3 separate regions of the Zea mays genome follow, and regions 1 and 3 are each linked to region 2. A link is a contact called in public Hi-C data. All regions are on one chromosome and are shown on one strand. The core of a region is the stretch at or near the end of the contact, and the rest is flanking DNA. Distances in the headings are between cores, read along the strand shown. Region 1 holds the start of LOC100284286 (succinyl-CoA ligase beta-chain). Region 2 holds the start of LOC100275177 (embryo sac development arrest 6). Region 3 holds the start of LOC100216871.

Region 1 (4,351 bases), core at 938-3,437, 210 kb after region 2:
CGCCATGTGGGGAAGACGTCGTTGATTCCACCGCTGGCGGGCGGGCTGACGGCCGCCATTGTCGCTGTCGCGCGGCAAAGGAAGGAGTATCATGTCGTAGCTGCCGTCGAGGGACATGAACTCAAGACTCCCGAAACGGAGCATCGTCTCGGGTTGGAAAGGTTGCTGGAGACTACCCATCTGGAGCTTGACGGGAAGCTGTTCGTCAACACGCAGCAGGCCCCTACCTAGCGCGCCAACTGTCGGTGTTTCGACCCCGGGGGGTCCCTGGACCGACGAGTAAATTGTCGCTGCGTGTCCCAGCCCAGATGGGTCGGCGCGAGATGGGACACAAAGGGGGGAGAACAGTAAGGGGAAACCGCGGCCTTCGTGTTGTCCTGCGCCCAGGGCGGATGGATGCGCTTGCAGTAGGGGGTTACAAGCGTTCGCGTGGGAGAGAGAGAGAGAGCGAGAGCCTTATGCGTCAGCCCGTTCTCCCGCGCGGCCAACCCTCTCGTACGAGAGCCCTGGACCTTCCTTTTATAGGCGTAAGGAGAGGGTCCAGGTGTACAATGGGGGGTGTAGCAATGTGCTAACGTGTCTAGCAGAGAGGAGCTAGATCCCTAAGTACATGCCGTCGTGGCAGTCGGAGAGGTTTTGGCACCCTGTTCATGTGATGTCGTGGCCGTCGGAGGAGCGCTTGGGCCCTGTGGAAGGACAACTGTCGGGGCTGTCGAATCCTTGCTGACGTCTCCTTGCTTCCATAAGGGGCTGAGAGCCACCGTCGTCATGGAGCACGCGGGGCGCCATCATTATTTGTTTACCGGGGCGAGCCAGATGGGACGCCGGTCTTGTTCCCCGTAGCCTGAGCTAGCTAGGGGTAGGGTAATGATGGTCCCCCCTGTGACGTGGTCGGTCCGAGCCCTAGGTCGGGCGAGGCGGAGGCTCCTCCGAGGTCGAGGTCGAGTCCGAGCCCTGGGGTCGGGCGAGGCAGAGTCTGTCTTCCGAGGTCGAGGTTGAGTCCGAGCCCTGGGTCGGGCGAGGCGGAGACCGTCTTCCGAGGCCGAGGCTGTGTCCGAGCCCTGGGGTCGGGCGAGGCGGAGTCCGTCGTCCAGCGTCGAGGTTGAGCCCGAGCCCTGGAGTCGGGCGAGGCGGAGCTTCCTATGGTGCCCGAGGCTGGACTTAGCCGCTGTCGACCTCACTCTGGCGAGTGGCACGGCAGTCGGAGTAGGACAGGCGGCGCTGTATTCCTGTCAGGTCGGTCAGTGGAGCGGCGAAGTGACTACGGTCACTTCGGCTCTGTCGACTGAATAGCGCGCGTCAGGATAAGGTGTCAGGTGATCCTTGCATTAAATGCTCCTGCGATACGGTCGGTTGGCGTGGCGATCTGGCCAAGGTTGCTTCTCCGCGAAGACTGGGCCTCGGGCGAGCCGAAGGTGTGTCCGTCGCTTGAGGGGGCCCTCGGGCGAGACGTGAATCCTCCGGGGTCGGCTGCCTTTGCCCGAGGCTGGGCTCGGCCGAGGCGAGAACGTGTCCCTTGAGTGGACTGAGCCTTGATCTTAATCGCGCCCATCAGGCCTTTGCAGCTTTGTGCTGATGGGTGTTACCAACTGAGATTAGGAGTCTTGGGGGTACCCCTAATTATGGTCCCCGACACTTTTCGGACTAACGTCTGGTGAGGTGTCTCTCGGTTTGCAGCTACTCTGGATGAACTTCATTCTCCGCTTGCGTGCTCTCTTCGTGTATGTATCTAGTGGTATACTACCTATATCGCCTCCAGATGTCCATGTCTTCGTCGTGTCCTTCTCCGGCAACGAACAAGTATGATTGCCTCTTCCAATCTACAAAACCTTGAAAGTGGGGGAGGCGAGGGATGAGGTCCCTGATTTGCTGCCTATGGTACCCATTCGATAGCTCGACATTGTCTGTTTACATGACCTTTCCTTTACCACGATGTCGACTCGCTTAGTCAAATAAAAAAATTATGTGGAGAGAAGAGACAATCAATAAAAAACTTTGACAATTAATAAAAAACTTTGAGATCTTTTTGATGGATACTTTATGTGGTTATTATTGTGAGCCGTCGCAAGGTAGGGTAACCCGCTAGTATCCATCGAGAATGACTTCATTCTGAGTGAAACCATTCTCCGTTCAACGTGTACTGGTCTGGTCTACCCCGGGCCCGGTCCGCACCCCGCCGCCGCACCCGCACGGCCCCCCTTCGTCCCTTCCGCAAGAAAGGAAACGAGAGAGAAAATCGAGTGAAAAGGAAGGGAAACAACATAACAAATCGCAAAGAGGCGTCTTCCAAGCTTGTAGGGTTACCGGATCGGAGGAGCATCCCCGCCTAGGTCACCACAGCCATGGTTCGCGGATCGCTAGGCAAGCTTGCGTCGCGCGCCCTCTCCGTCGCCGGGAGATGGCAGCACCAGCAGCTTCGCCGCCTCAACATCCACGAGTACCAGGTGTCCAGCGCTTCCAGATCTCTCACTTTGATTTATTGGTGCTGTTTGGAGGCAGGGGCTGATGGATTGTTTGGGTCTGCAGGGTGCGGAGTTGATGGGGAAGTACGGTATCAACGTACCCAGGGGTGCGGCGGCGGGGTCCGTACAGGAGGTCAATGACGCCTTGAAGAACATGTTCCCCAGTGAGAAAGAGGTGATGACGCCACAACTTCTTCATCTTCTGTTATTCGACCCCTCATTATGTTCATCTTATCACCTCGTGATCCAAAATGCAGTCGTCCATGGCAGTGTTATTAAAACTACGTTTAAACGATGTTTAAACGTCAAAACTCTAATTAGAGGTTGAAACCACGTTTTAGCGTTTTGGCGTTCTAAACTGTAAAACGCAGTGTTTTATGCATTTTAGACCGTTAGCTACTTTTGGGCCCAGTCTATTAGTTACTTTTGAGGTTCAATCCAGCTCATGGGTGAAGTTTTGGTAAGCCACTAACCTCTCTATTTTGGTATTTAACTTCATATTATTGTCTGAAATTATGATGTATTGGTATTTTTCCTGTGTTGTTTAAAACTACGTTTAAACAAAGTTTAAACGTTTAAAAGTCAAAATTTCACCCATGAGCGTTCCAACGTTTTACAGTTTTAATAACCTTGGTCCATGGCTTGGGTGTGACAGTCACGGTGATTCTAGACCCAGAAGAATGTAGTTTACTTAGAATTTATGCTGAGTTGTGGTTGTATGGTGGTCAATTTATGATTGATTTTTCTTTTTTACGGGTGCTGGAATTAGGTGTATTTTAAGTGGTCAATGGGTTATTGAGTTGGTGGGTATAAACAGTATTTTATATTTGGCATAAACAGTCACATTTATCTTAGCTGCAAATGGAGTTATATGCAACCTTCCATGTCATATCTAACATTATCATACCGACTCTTCTCCATGCTATGTGCAATATTTCTGACCTTTATGATGTATGCATGCTTTTTATGAAAATGCTGGGTGCAATATTTCTGACCTTTTATTTGTGCATGCTTATGAAAAAGGTTCCGTATATAGCTAAGCAGCATGTATGCTTGTAATCTAAGTTAAGATTAGACATATAGTTTGCTCATTGCAATTTAGTCACAGTTTCATAGTCAAGGTGTTCTCATTACAGATAGTTGTTAAAAGTCAAATCCTTGCTGGTGGCCGAGGGCTGGGAACTTTCAAAAGTGGGCTGCAAGGAGGTGTCCATATTGTTAAGGCTGAGGAAGCTGAAAGCATTGCACGTAAGTGTACTATAGCAATTACTTGAATTCAATATGTATTGCTGGCATGCTGTGATTTGATGAAGGAAAAAAAAACTATAGCAGTTCTTCCTAGATTTTCTTAGATTTCTTTCCCGTCAACTGTTGCTATTTGCAATAATGAAACTTATTTGTCATTGCAATTTGCATTCCCTTGTTTATGATTAAAGCCAAAAAATAAAAAAACATAGAAGGCCAATTTTACTTTCTATGAACTGGAAGGACAAGCACATACTTAATTTCTGTTCTCATACATTAATTTTATTTTGAATTGATGGGTGCTGAAATTTGCTACCATGAAACTCTACTTGTACGATGAAGTGCGCATGATTACTTTCTTGTTTAACTAGGTGGATCTGTATCAGGAATATTGCTACGTGGATAAATCTCTGTGTTCACACATTTATTCCAGAATTTAAGATTGTTTATTCATTGTGATTGGTTGATTGGTTTCATGCAAGTCAGTCATGTTTCGGGTATGTATTTTAATCTCTGATGAGTCCTACTGATACTGCAGGTAAAATGTTAGGCCAGATTCTGGTAACGAAACAAACTGGTCCGGAGGGAAAGATTGTGAGCAAGGTTAGAACTTACTAATTGAGGCCATCTTTTGCTTTTATTAT
Region 2 (4,148 bases), core at 1-2,500:
CTCAAGATGCAAATAAACCTACTGTATTTATTGCTTAACGAAACAATGAGTAAACATGGACATTCGCGGACGAGAGGTAAAATTGCCAGCATCATTTCCACCAAATACGGGAACCATGCATTTGGATTTGTCACAGAAAGCCCAGATGATGATGTCAATTCAAACTAATACTTAGTTACTTGTTACAGTAACAGACACTTCTTATGCTACTACCAAAGCATTACCATGTATTTACATCGATGGTGGATTCATTCACCCACGCCATATGCATCACAGGTTTTTGCCGATGAAGAGGATTTCAGCGAAAGCTAGCAACAGTACCAGTGTACCGTCTCCAGTTTCTCATCCAACAACTACACTAAATTTTTGACAGGAGGAGTTCATTTGCTAATTACCACACGAAAATTTTGAAGGGAAAGAAAGACAGAGGAATGACAAACCAGCCTGCTACGTTCAAAAGCAACGGTTCCTCTGATCGGCCGCCGCCGAGGCGAAGCAGTAGGCAATGCGGCCATGCCGCGGGCCGCGGCCACCAGTGTCATGGCCACCCGGTCACTCCTTAATCCGGAGCCAGCGTCCGAGCTGTGACGGGTTGACGACGCCGGGGATGCGGGCCCCGCCCGTCATAAGCAGGCGCGAAACGTCCGCGTAGCGCCTGCTCGGCTCCGGAGCGGGGGTTGGGGCGGGGGAGGGGGCGGCGGGATCCTTCTCCTTCAGGCGGGGTGGCTCGAGCCTCCGCTCGCCGAGGAGCGTGCCGCACCGCAGGAACTCGTGCGCCAGATACCCTGCCAGCAGCTTGTTGCCGTTGCCCCCGACCTTGGCCCCCTGTTGAGGGAGCGGCGGCTTCGCGCCAAACCTCACCGCCGGGCGATCCAGCTTGACGCCACGCGGGTCGGGCCTAGCGAACGGCGGCGGTTGCCGCTGCAGCGGGGCTGCCTGCTCCGTCGGCGACACTGAGGGATGCGGGCAATAGTCGCGCTCCTTCCGCTTCCCGAGGAAGCCATCGCCACGTGGCGCTTGCATCTCCGCGTGGATCCACAGCTCGACCTCGACGGCCCGGACGCGCCTGCTTGCTATGCCAGAGACGGAATCGCCCGACCGCGACTGGTGGGACACGAAAATGGACAAATGGTACAAGGGGAAAAAGGAAGCGGTTGAGGCCGAGAAAGGGAGGAATGAAGGCGTGGGGCGTGGCCGCGTGGGTCCCGCTGGGGCTGGGTCCCGCGAGAGGCGAACAGGCGTGGTGCGGCCGCTGCCCGCTGGGAAGGGGATCGGAGAATGAATGGGGAGTGAAGCGGGTGCAGGGGCCGGGGAAGGGCAGCGGGTGGTTGTATATATAGGCAGTCGGGTTATCTCCGCCCATTGCATTTGCTATAAATAACAAATCTACCATCGCGTTCTGGATGAGTCTGGACCTGTCCGGCAGAGGTGCAGGGGTTACTCGATGGTTTTTTTGGGCTTGTGGTCGAGTAGTCAGGATAGAATCGTCATTATATCTAGCAGGTTATTTATGGGTGTTTAGTTTAACTCACTAAAGTTTATCACACTAAAGTTTATTACATGTCATAGTGAATATTTAATTCATATTTATGAATATAAAATATAGTATAATTATAAAACTAATTACACATATAACAAATAAAATATAAGACACATTTATTAAACCTAATTAAATCTTTATTTAATACATAATATTTAAATATTAGATGTAACACTAGTTAAACTTTAAACACCTCGTTAAGGTCTTGTTCGTTTGTAAGAGATTTGAAGGGGATTGGATGAATTAAATTATTTCGTATTTAAAATTAAATATGAAGGGACTCAATCACCTCCAATCCACTTAAACCACTCCAAACCGAACATGGCCTAATTGAGCTCTTGTAAGAAATAAAAGGGCCTTTTGTCAAAATTGAATAAGATTGTGTGTGTGATTTAACTTTTTGGCTGTGCCTTTTGTCCCAAAAATAAAAAACTAAACCAAATGCTTCAATCCAGTCAATAAGTTTTTTTTAAAAAAGCCAACTTTCTTGCACTGCAAAATTGACCTATAAAACAACTTTTTGCAGCTTTCAGACGGAAGAACTTGAAAATGTATATAGAAGAGCTTTCAGCGGCTTTTAGCAGTTTTATCCAAACGACTTTTAGTTTTTTATAGCTCACAATGCACAACAACTTTTTCATAGCTCAAAGCCCATAAAAGGTTTTTTCACAGCCATAGTGCGACCAAAAAACCCTAAGAACAACTACAAGCCAACTTATTGAACTTAGGTCTAAAACTAGGGAGCCAGCTTAAGATTATTCTTGCAAGCAGCGACTACAACTTCGCGGGTTACACTCACCCACAGGCAACCTAGTACCTTGCTACCATTGTTACCTAGGTCTAGCAATTCTACTTGTGGGTACAATATCTAACGAGTGGTATAAGAGCGTGTTTGGTTCCACCACAACTAAGAGGGTGTTTGGTTCCACCCAATTAGGCATTGTTTGGATACTCTCGTATTCACCTCAATTCACATGTATTGAAGTGGAATGTGTTGTAAATTAGTTTCAGTTTTCCAATCCACCTCAATACACATGGATTAAGGTGAACACGATAGTATCCAAATCTCTACTATATTAAAGCACCAGTTTCGACGGTCGTCCCGCGTCATATTTTTACAAATAACTCCTTCTATTGTTTGAAATGGCTCACAAGACACATTCTCTTCACATCAATCGCATCTAATCCAATTCGTCTATCCACTCCCCATCCTCAACGAATCCATGCCCCGCACGGCGCGCGAGTGCCTCAATCACCCACACAATGACACAAACCTACGGACGCCATGTCTTCCATTCATAACAACGACCGGCACAACAAGTGGGCTCGCGCCAAATGCACCGCGACAGGAGCCCAACAACCCATGCGCGTCGCTCCCTAGGGGACGAGGAAAGCGGTTTCAACATACCCACACACGCTGCGTCTTCCATACATAGAAATGCGAGGAAAGCAGTTTCAATAGCTACTGGGTGGAGCCGTTTTACTCATCCTAATCCGCCCACCAACCTAGCTACAAAAGGTGGTACCGAGGCCCCTCAAGCGATAGCGGTGGTGGATCTGCTTGCCGTCGGTGCCCTGACGCTCTCTAGCTACTCCGACTTGCCTACGTCCTCCAAGATACGCACATATGTACATCTGAGTTTCTGGCTCACTGACTCCATGGACATCTTCACAGGCCTGTCCACCGAGTTCGTGTCACGTTCATGGGACCTAATGGAGACCGACGCTGCCGGGATGGAGGGCATCGATGACAAGTCACCAACCTTAGGCACGATGACGGGCATTGGCGGCAGCGTCACTTTTGGAATGCGGTGGGTACTACAGTAGACATAGGGGCAGTGTGGCGGTGTTCGGCACCACATGGATCTATGGCACGGTGCCCACCGCGGGAACCATCGGTATGGCGAGCATCAGTGAAGGGTGGCCACGGGCGCAATAGGCGGCTTCAGCACGACAGAAATTCCCAGGACGACGACAGGAGCGATGGGGCCGGGGTGTGAGCAAGATGTCGCATGGTGTGGCACGTAGTACTGCCGTCGCCGATGAGCATGATGAGCGCCATCGTCACGAGTGCTGTGGCGGAGAAGAGAGACGAAACGTCATATGTCATTGCTATCGGCTAGGAGAAGTGTTTCCTCAGGAGTGACGAGCTACAAGGCTGTCCCGCGCTTGCGACAGGTCCTTGGCGAGCATTTTATTGTAGCTCCATTCGAAGTTGAGTGTGTACCGTTTCGCCAGAGCTAGGCCAGTTGGGAACGAGATGAAGATGGTTGGTGGCCTTCTGATGCAAAGCATGGACGACTGTTGTTCGAGGCATTTGGTTCATTAGCTCATCTGTTTCTTGTAGCTGGATCGAAATTAACTATCCCTCGTGCATGACGCAAGACGATACTGGACACCGCTCAACTCATGCATGCTACATCATGAATCCTCGCATTGCCTCTGTTTGATAATTGTTGAGTCATGTTTTCTTCTCTATCAGATTATTGTGCAACAGCCAGAGACATCTTTACGGTCCATGAATTGTGTGTTTAATGTGTGTCTAAGAAAAATAAAAGGGCATAGGTTTAGTGGAAGATGTTGTGGGTCTTTAATCGGCAGTCATACC
Region 3 (4,444 bases), core at 576-3,075, 180 kb before region 2:
TTATTTTCGGCGGCTATTTTCGTCGGCCTGCCGACGAAAATATGCTATTTTCATCAGTTTAGGCTTATTTTCGTGGGTTTTTGGCCCACGAAAATTTAGGTGTTTCCTGTAGTGTGGTCTCCAGTCGTCGTGTGGTAATCTTCCTGTGATATGCACACTTCTCCCTCTCCCTTTTCAACTGCCGATCAATGAAGAAGGTAGGATTGGGCCGCTGCTCGCCGTGATTTTTGCCAGAGAGGGAGGGCCGACTGGTGGCCGGTACCACCAGTTCTTAGCGTGGCTTGTTGAGCGTGAGAGACAGAGAGATGGGGAAGAAGATGTTGTGGTTGCTGGTGGGAGATGTTGGGGAATGCTCTCTGTTCGTGGGGATGAGTTCCATGCCATGGTTAACTATTTCCCAAAAAATCAGCAGGTTTACCTGGCGTAAGCTACATTTCTTCCTAGACTAACATGCTTGCATTTCCTAAAGGTTTGACAAGAGGATAACTGATGAGTTCCATGCCATGGTTAACTATTTCTTCAAGTGTGCAAGTGCGTCTATCGACTGTATGGTTCTTTGGTTTTTGTTGTTCGCTGAGGTGCAAAGTAGGAAGAAAATGTGGCCCTAACCTTGCAAGCGGGGAATGTATCGTTTTTTGGTGCAACTGAAATATGTGGTGTTATTTTTTGTGCACTAACAATTTGTTGAATATTTTGTATACCGTTGCAACGCACGGGCATCTACCTAGTAGATGATTAAATGAGCTGTGACTGACGGGTTGGCCAAAGCATGGCTCATTTAATAGTGTCGGGCTGGACTCGGCATGAAAGTCGTGCCGTGTTTGGGCCGCTGACTTGACCCGTAGTGCTGACCCGGACCGACACGATTATATTTTTATTTTGCAAAACTTAGTGTGTATATATATATATATTATATTTTATATTTAGTATTTACAACCAACACACTAGAGTTTTACTTGTTAGCCTCCTTCATGTAGTGTTTTTCAGCCTTGGACCAGGAGGTTGTGAGTTTGAATCCCCCTTTCGCACGTTTTTTTTGCTATTTTTCTGATTTAATCAGACAACGTGGATAGATTAACGGACCGATCCGGCCCGGCACGGCTACCAGGTCGACGTGCCGTGTCTGGGCTGCGGCACGCGGGTAAAATCATCACGTGGCATGCCGGTATGTCTGGTGAATGAAGCATGGCCACACTCTCACCACAACCCACAGAGTAATACTACATGCGTTGACTTTTAAAAAAAACTGTAACCACTTGTCTTATTCAAAATATTTATTTGAAAATATAAAATTTTAAGTCACGTTCAAACGACCTTGAGTGATAAAACGAACCACAACAAAATAAGTGAGTTAAATAATAACTCACGATATTTTCTGATCAGTTCAAGAGTGGACTTTGTGTGAAAGTGTTGACTCAGACTGCTACGGTAACAAAGCTGAACTCAGAAGAGTACAGAGAGGAGCACATTTTCAATGGCGTTTTTGTTCAGGAGCTGGACATCTGTATCTGCAATCTTCGTAGTGTCGAAAAAGGCGTGAAGAGGAGAGGAAAGGCCACCTTGGTAGGCGGCGACGTGGCGTGCGCCTGATAACTGGCGTGATGAAACCGAAAGCCTCAGACTCGTTCTTTCCTGGTCTAGTCTAGACTCTTAACTCTAGAGAATGGAGTCGGCGGATCTCCTACGGTTGGGCGTTGAGGCGTTTAACTCCTACAGCAGGATTCGACACAACCACGCAACTGCACGAGATATTTTGAGCTCTGGTGGTTGGATTTTAAGGAACAAGGACATTATGTAGACGTCGTCAAGATCAAACATGGTTGAACTTGAACAGCACGCAAGAATGGAGGCGGAAAGAGCTGGAGCGTGTCTCCCCCTCCCCTACCAGGCGACCAAATCCATGTGCGTGCTGCTCCTCGCTGCTGCTTCCATGCTGAGCAGCAGCCATACCACCACCGCCGCCGCACATGGTGCTGCTTCTGCTACTGCCTCTCCTCCACCAGCGGCGTTGCTGATCGCCACGGCCGACGACCAGCAGGCTCTGCTCGCCTTCAAGGACCTCGTCACCGGCGACCCTCACGGGGTGCTGACCTCATGGACCGCCGCTGGCAACACGACCGCCGGCGTCTGCAGCTGGAGAGGCGTGGGGTGCCGCTCCCGCCGGCGGCGCCCTGGCCGCGTCACCTCGCTGGAGCTGGCGTCCGCCAACCTGACCTTCACCGTCTCGCCTTTCCTCGCCAACCTGACGTTCCTCGGCACGCTCAACCTCTCGCACAACTTCCTGTCGGGCAACATCCCCCGGGAGCTCGGCTTCTTGCCCCGCCTCTCGTACCTGGACCTCCGGCACAACTCCCTGCAGGGCGTGGTTCCAGGATCCCTCGCCGGCGCCTCCAGGCTCCTGGTCCTGCAGCTGGAGTACAACAGCCTCGTGGGCGAGATCCCAGCCAACCTGAGCCACCTGCAGAGGCTGGAGGTCCTGGACGTCGGCTCCAACCAGCTCTCCGGTGCGATCCCGCAGTCGCTCGGCTCGCTCTCGAGGCTCACGTACCTGGGGCTGTACCTGAACAATCTCTCAGGAAGTGTTCCGGCGTCTCTCGGTAACCTCTCATCGCTCGTCGACTTGTTTGCTGACACTAACAGACTCAGTGGCCAAATACCAGACTCTCTAGGACGGCTGACAAGGCTCAGGCGCTCAGCTCCCTTGATTTAGCCTACAACCATCTCAGCGGCACAATCCCAGCAAGCCTGTTCAACATCTCATCAGTTGCCACCTTCGAATTGTCCGGCAACAAGGCTCTTTCAGGCGTTCTCCCGTCTGATATCGGTGCCACCCTCCCAAACCTCCAGAACCTGATCCTCAACGACTGCCAGCTGCGCGGCCGAATCCCCCGATCCATAGGGAACGCGTCGCTGCTCAGGTACATACAGCTCGGCGACAACCAGCTTGAAGGGGCCCTGCCGCTGGAAGTAGGCAGCCTGAAGGATCTCGAGGTGCTAACAGTGGAGAGCAACCGGCTGGAGGACGAGTGGTGGGGAAGTGATGACTGGGACTTGATCGCCTCCTTGTCCAACTGCAGCAAGCTGTTCTACCTGTCCCTTGACTCCAACAGCTTCCGAGGCGTGCTCCCGCCTTCCATCGTCAACCTCTCCAGCACGATGCAGAAGCTTCATCTATCACACAACGGATTCCACGGAGCGATTCCTACGGATATCCGGAAGCTTTCGAGCCTCACCATACTCACTCTCAGGGGTAACTTGCTGACGGGCAGCATCCCGCCATCGATCGGGGAGCTTCACAGCCTAGGAGTTCTAGACTTGTCCGAGAACAACATCTCCGGGGGAATCCCTCCTGCGCTGGGGAACCTGACAAACCTCTCCATACTTTATCTGTTCAAGAACAGCCTGCAGGGACCCATACCCACGAGCCTGGGGAAGCTGCAGAACATCGGTAGCCTGGTCCTGTCGCTCAACCAGCTTACCGGCTCGATACCAGCGGAGGTCGTCAGCCTCTCCTCTCTGACCAGCTACCTCGGTCTCTCGTACAACTCCCTCACTGGTCAGATCCCATCAGAGGTCGGGAAACTGACGAACCTAGTGCTGCTGGATCTGTCAGTAAACCAGCTATCCGGCGACGTTCCTGCAGCTCTAGGCAAGTGCGTGGAGCTAGCGCAGCTTCAGCTGAACGACAATCTTCTTCAAGGCGCCATCCCGCAGTCCTTGAGTGGACTGCAAGGAATGCAAGAGCTGGACGTCGCGAGGAACAACTTATCTGGCCCTGTTCCGAAGTTCTTTGCCGACTGGCCGAGCCTGAACTACCTGAACCTGTCGTACAACAGGTTCGAAGGCTCCGTTCCGGTAACGGGCGTCTTCGGTAACGCGAGCGCGTTCTCCGTGGCTGGTAATAACAAGGTCTGTGGGGGAGTTACAGCTCTGCAGCTTCCGCCATGCCCCACTGTCGAAGACGAAGAGCCCGACGACGCTGACAACAGGAGGCCAAGGAGACTAGCAGTGATAATAGGCACTGTTGTTGGTTCTACATCTTTGCTTCTCCTTGCCTTTTGTGGTCTTCTCCTGTTGGTCATGAGGCGGCGGAAAAGGGCCCCTGCCAATCTCCCTTTGGCGGAGGACCAGCATTGGCAGGTCTCGTTCGAGGAGATACAGAAGGCGACTGACCAGTTCTCCCCGAGTAATCTCATAGGCGTGGGAAGCTTCGGGTCCGTTTATAGAGGGATCCTCCTGAGCCCAGGTGCGCGGCAAGTTGAAGTCGCGATCAAGGTCATTGACCTCCGGCAGCATGGAGCCGAGCACAGTTTCCTGGCCGAATGCCGTGCCCTGAGAAGCGTTCGCCACCGGAATCTTGTCAAGGTCGTCACCGCCTGCTCCAGCGTTGGCCACCAGGGAAACGACTTCAAGGCGTTGGTCTACGAGTTCATGCCGAACGGGG

The links. Hi-C and Micro-C count contacts between places; a contact is called where the count stands out from the background.
Region 1: a contact with region 2 is called in a Hi-C map of ear, with 2.0 times the contacts expected there. The contact joins the promoter of LOC100284286 here to the promoter of LOC100275177 in region 2. A contact is called at or near these places in 7 of 25 Hi-C or Micro-C datasets (bundle sheath, ear, leaf and 1 more).
Region 3: a Hi-C map of bundle sheath shows a contact between it and region 2, with 2.9 times the contacts expected there. The contact joins the promoter of LOC100216871 here to the promoter of LOC100275177 in region 2. A contact is called at or near these places in 2 of 25 Hi-C or Micro-C datasets (bundle sheath and endosperm).

Annotation. Positions count from the first base shown.
Region 1 is chr4:146,921,720-146,926,070 of Zm-B73-REFERENCE-NAM-5.0, forward strand. LOC100284286 (succinyl-CoA ligase beta-chain) reads left to right here and starts at 2,188. Exons shown (of 12, transcript NM_001157181.1): 1 at 2,188-2,444; 2 at 2,527-2,637; 3 at 3,599-3,710; 4 at 4,246-4,310. The coding sequence starts at 2,343.
Region 2 is chr4:146,712,851-146,716,998 of Zm-B73-REFERENCE-NAM-5.0, forward strand. It overlaps LOC100275177 (embryo sac development arrest 6), which reads right to left and starts at 1,251. Exons shown (of 1, transcript NM_001365865.1): 1 at 182-1,251. The coding sequence starts at 1,023. The coding sequence ends at 553.
Region 3 is chr4:146,532,935-146,537,378 of Zm-B73-REFERENCE-NAM-5.0, forward strand. It overlaps LOC100216871, which reads left to right and starts at 1,826. Exons shown (of 2, transcript NM_001143260.1): 1 at 1,826-2,597. The coding sequence starts at 1,844.